2 separate regions of the Rattus norvegicus genome follow, and region 1 is linked to region 2. Evidence: chromatin contacts called from public Hi-C data. All regions are on one chromosome and are shown on one strand. Each heading gives the region's core, a stretch centred on a gene start, on an enhancer-like site or on the middle of the called end of the contact. The rest is flanking DNA. Distances are from core to core; before and after follow the strand shown.

What was found. Hi-C and Micro-C count contacts between places; a contact is called where the count stands out from the background.
Region 1: a Hi-C map of liver shows a contact between it and region 2, with 1.9 times the contacts expected there. The contact joins two enhancer-like sites. A contact is called at or near these places in 2 of 12 Hi-C or Micro-C datasets (liver and mammary epithelial cells).

Annotation. Positions count from the first base shown.
Region 1 is chr4:97,589,789-97,592,488 of GRCr8, reverse strand. No RefSeq gene overlaps it. Among named protein-coding and RNA genes, the nearest start is that of Gadd45a, 100 kb to the right of the region's middle. Within about 2 kb of position 1,363, at least 20 of the 93 cell types and tissues checked have an H3K27ac peak or open chromatin away from gene starts, as enhancers often do. A contact at or near this core is called in liver, where this site is marked.
Region 2 is chr4:97,451,430-97,454,129 of GRCr8, reverse strand. The region is part of intron 2 of Gng12 (G protein subunit gamma 12); the gene reads right to left. Among named protein-coding and RNA genes, the nearest start is that of Gadd45a, 34 kb to the left of the region's middle. Within about 2 kb of position 1,264, at least 7 of the 93 cell types and tissues checked have an H3K27ac peak or open chromatin away from gene starts, as enhancers often do. A contact at or near this core is called in liver, where this site is marked.

The DNA.
Region 1 (2,700 bases), core at 114-2,613, 140 kb before region 2:
GGCAAGAGCCAGGGGTCAAGAGTATTAGATGGTATGGACTCAACAAGGTTATTTAACCTCTCTGAGCCTCAGGCTTCTCTCTGCCACTTGTCAGAACTGATGAAACTGTTATGAGAATCAATAAAGCCATGTACAGTGTCTGATCCATCATGAACACTCAAATAATCACAGCTATTAGCATTACTAAGTGGATGACAACCACATGGCCTTCATGAATTCAGGCTGGAAACACTGATGGAGCATTAAGTTTGCCTTAAGAGCTATGCAAGTCTCTGGGAGAGGTAGAAGGACAGAGATAAGGGAGCTCACAGGACTCAGGGCTAGCGTCAAATTATTACAAAAATATGAAGAAAATGTATGTAGATAGGGTATGACAACAACAGAGTGACCGCAGGAGGGTAGTCCAAACCCTGGAGAAGGTGCTGTTAAGATCGATGTGAAGAGGAGGGGCTGGCAGTCAGGGCAGCTAGAGGAAAGACTTGTGCATTTCTTAAGATAGAATGGCAGAAAGTGGAATGGCTTGAGACGAAAGAGTTCAGGGACTGACTAGCCAAGCTGAGCCTGAGAGGGCATTTCCCTTCTAACCTATGGCAGGGAGAGAGAGAAAAAGAGGTGGAGTGGGCAAAGTCCCAGGAACGACGGTGCAGAGGGGCTGTGACCGTCTCTTGCTCAGTAGGATCACTGGGAGAAACTAGGACTTCTAGACACTCAAAAAGGGGCACCCTGGTGAAAGTGCTCACTGTGTGCAGTGTGCATATCTTGAAAAATGGTCTAATGGTGCCTGCCAGTTAGAACTCCCTATGCTTGAGTGCCATCAGTCCCTTCTAGATAAGTCCAGGTAGAGAGCTTCCCAGAATCAGAAAAATCTGAAGGACTTGACCAACCCAGAAAAGAAGGACACAGAGTTTACCCAAGGTCCTGCCGCAGGCCAGCAGCCAAACTGCAATTCGCACCCAGGCCTATGTGCTCCCAGCACTGGCTTTCTTAACCATCACAATATTACCTCGGCTAGTAGATGATGTTCTTTCAAAACAGAGTAACCGTACTCATTTCCAAATACAAGAATTCGTCCTCCCTGTCTTAAACTCACGAATTCTCCATCCACACAATGAGGCTGACTTTCCATCTCTAGCCACGATGTCCATATTTAGAATACTTCAAATGTTGTCCCAGGAAAACACACTGTAAACAGACAGGAGAGCAGAGGGGGCGGAGGAGGAGGCAGGGGGGCAAGGGATGTGGCAGCTGCCAACACCTGTTCTCCCAGGACTGCAGCCCAGTGCAATCTCAGGCTGCCCGCCCGTGTCACCCAACTTCTGTCAGTGCAGGGTAGGGGGTGCCAGATCCAAATACTTGGTAGACTCACCATGGAGCCTGGGCAGCAGCTGTGAAATAGGAGTCCAAGAGCTACATTGAGCTGAGCAGGGAGTAAAAGCCACCAGGACCTTTGATTCTTTTTCCAAAGCACAGTTTACACCGGCAGCATGTTGGTGTGAGGCTGGCAGCTCACGAGGAATGCCTGCTCGGCGACAGGCAGGAGTCATGACCCAAGGACAAAGAATTATTTACTCCCTGGGAACAGGTGCTGCCGGGGACTCACAGTCCTCGCTGACTTGCTACTCTGCCCACATGTACCAACCCTTCTCAGACGCAGCTCCTTCAAGTGCCACATGAAGCTCTAGCCCCGGACGCTGCTTTCTTGGTGACCTTTGGCAGCACAAAGCTTGCAGGCACCTGGCAGATGCTATGAGGAGGGCATGGTACCAGCTTGGGTTGTGTGCCTGCTGGAATCAGCTCACTTTATGAACAATTGGCACCATGTCAGGTGGTAACATCATTTGTGCCCCGATGAACCTGCGACCTCCTTGTCTGTACCCACACAGAGTAGTCAGAGGCGTGTTGTAGAGGAGTAAGGGAAGTGTGCTACAGCTTGCGAGGGTCTCTGCACGCTTCAATTCACCTCCAGGAAACTGCTCTCGACTCCAAATTCCTCCCAGCTATACAGTGAGAGGACAGACAACTGAACAAGTAGACGCTGGCTTCGTCCTTTCCTGCCCTGATCATGCTAATTCGGTAAAGATCTGCTTGGTGAGAGTAGAAGAGGAAGGTTTAGATTTTGGCAGCTTACAAAACAATATGGAAGGCATCTGAAACATTTCTTTGCATGGTAGGATTATGGCCAGAGAAGGGGAATCGAGAAAGCAAGGGGCCTGTAGGGCTTCTTGGCTCATGATCAGCAGCCCACAGGCTGTATCCTCATGCCTTATTATCTCCAGAGACCTCAGAACAGGGAGGTGGTAACTGGGAACTCTCCTTGGTCCAAGAATGCAGAGAGGAAAAGAAGCAAACCTAGAGGCAATTACACTCCCTGGCTCGGAGTCACAAGGCTATAGGAAGCCACGCTGTGCCGAAGAGGAACTTGGGAGAAGATAGCCATCTGGCTTCCTGGTTCACCTTTGTCCTCTCTCCTACACTGCAGTAAAACTGTGTCTTCACCAGCACTCAGTACCGCCCCGACTCTAAGGCACCTTAGTAGTCATTGCCAGAGAGCTCTTTCTAACTAGTAAATTGGCATATCCTCCTGCAGTAGCCACCACCATCTTGGGATAAAGGTGAGCATGGCTAACCCTCACTAGACTCCTCCCCACTAGCTCTTAAGCTCATCTTTCCCCATCCATTTTACTACAACAGATCTGAGCA
Region 2 (2,700 bases), core at 15-2,514:
CCCAGCTCACAGGATAAGGTACAGGCCTTTAATCCCAGCTCACAGGAGGCAGAGGTACACACTCAAGGCAGCCAAGGGTACACAGTGAGACTGTCTCAATAAACAAACAACAAACAAATAAAAATAAATAGAAAAATAGAAGTTTCACTGTAGAAGGGCTAAGTCTAGAAAAACTAAAAATTCCTTAGCTAGATCTGACTGGTAGCTGCTCTCTGATATCTGCTAGTTTTGATGCTGCTCTGTGTGCCCTGGACATGCAGGATAGCGAGAACTCATTCTTGCCCTTCCCAGCAAAGGTCTTTTATAAGATGGGGAACAGTACTTTCCTATTTAAAGGACTGTTAAAAGTATCAGATAAAATGAGCATGTACGTAGGTATGATTTAGTGCTAGGAATGCTTACTGTAATCGAGGCCTTGGATTCAATCACTACCACTGGGGAAAGCAAGTAGGTTAATACAAAGAAATCTTTTTAGAGTGCTCCGCACCTGTACTCTTATCTGCGGTGTGCACCACACTCTTTAGTTCTTACTGTAGTTCCAGGTGCTTGGCCGAGGTCTGCCCTCTTCTTGGTATATGTCACTGAACTGTAGGGATAGGCAGCAATAAACAATCTGTCCCAACACTTATGGGAGGGATTGTGTTCCGCACCCAAATTCATACTGAAGGTCTAAACCTAGCCCAGCAGAATATGGCTGTATTTGAAGACAGGATCTTTTAAGAGGTAACTGGGTTAAAATGAGATCATGCAAGTAGCCCTTAACCAAAAAGATAGTTTATAAGAAAGGGAGATTTGGGCTTAGAGGTTCTCAAAGGGAGACAAGGAGGCCAACACTTAGAGCTCACATTTCTCATCTCCAGAAATGAGGAAAAAAACCCAAACCAAAACTGTTGTTGCTTAAGCCCCTGGCCTGTGGGAACTGGATAGTATTCATAGCAAATGACCACACCTACGGTCTGTTGCCACCAGAACAGTTGTCAAAGCATTTAGAAATTGTCTGTCACATGGGGGTGACAGGAATTTTTTGTAGACAAGAAGGGTGGAAGGCAGGATGCTGTTTGGGGCGTTGGGGGCATGGCATCTCAGAGTCTAGTCATCAATCAGAGAGAGCCCACATGGGATGGTGGCCTTCTGGTTCTACACTGGGCATTGAACCCTGGCTCAATTTTGTAGTGGTTTACAGTCCTTTCTTAGGACTCTAGTGAGAGCCTCTTCTCTTTCAATGATTACACAGGCATCACAGTCTGCCTTAAGACCATTTCTACTAAAACTGCAGGGTGCTTTCTGTTGGCTGTAACTGAAGCATGAGTCACACAGAATTATTAACCTGCTGTTAATCGTTTACAGATTAGCTCTGATTTCTATTACTGCTCTGCCATCATTGCTGGCCACCTTAGACTCCCACACTACCATGGAGGAAGACCAGCTCTTAACACTCTTTTCCCCAGCTGAGGTTATGGACTGTAAGACCAGGAGAATCCAAGCCTGTGGCCAAGTTGCACATGCTACCTAGCTCCTGCCATCCATCACACTGATGGTTAATAGAGAGGCAAAGGAGAAGCCGTAAGGAAGGTCTGCAGACCAGGAACACACATTTTGTATGTCTCTGAGAGGCATTTACCTAGTTCAGCATCAGACAAACAGAAAAGATGACATCTCTCTCAAAGACTCAGCAGAGCTCACCTGTGACGGTTTTATCTGACATCTTTCTTTGGCTTATTTTAATTTGCTTTTTTGTTGTTTTGTTTTATTTTTTTTTCCAGACAGGGGTTTCTCTGTGTAGCCCTGGCTGTGCTAGAATTCACTCTGTAGACCAGTCTAGTCTGGCCTCAATCTCAGAGATCTGCCTGCTTCTGCTTCCAAGTACCTGGATTAAAGGCATGTGACACCAAGGCACATTTCCAAACAATGACAAAGATAGTAAATTAAAATGTTAAATTCTGATAACTGTCAACAATTGTTGAGTACTGTTTGTATCAGATTCACACATCATTTCATTTAATTTTCTAGCAATGTCAGGAGCCCTGACTCTATTTCTTTTTTTGCAAATGGTACACAGGTTTAAAACAAACAAACAAATACATAAAATCGCCTAGGACCCCACATGGTGGGCCTGCAGCTTAGGCTATGTGACTGTTAAGATGTTGTTATATACATCGCCCTGAGAAGTGTGTCCTGAACAGCAGAGTCCAGGGGGAAGCTAGCAGAAAGGAATGGCATGCATCCATTAGCCTCACTGCATAAAAGGAGGCACTGGGCTCCATTCAGGGATTTACTTTCATAGTTGGTCCCGCAAACAGTGTGAGCAGAAGTACGGAATGGAGGGACTTTGCAAGAAGGCAGAGGTTAAGGAGAACAGGACAATTGCCCCAGACCCTAGGTGGGGCTACTGTGAGGACACAGATGATTGCAACATCTCATGTGCCCTGAGATTCTGAGAAGGAGCCAGGAGAATTAGCCAATCTCCATAATAAATCCAATGGGCAGGCACTGTTGGGCCCTGGCAGTGAGGCCCTTACTTTACTGAGTATCTAAGAACACCTGAGGCACTCGCTTCAGAAAGCTGGTTCAGGAGGTCTGCAACAGGGCCCAGACAAGCAGTTTAAAAGCTTCCTTGGAAGACTTTCCTGAAATACCAGTAGTGATGGCCAGACTCTGCTTCTGGCTCCTGCCCATCTTTATTTCTTCCTTTAATTAAAA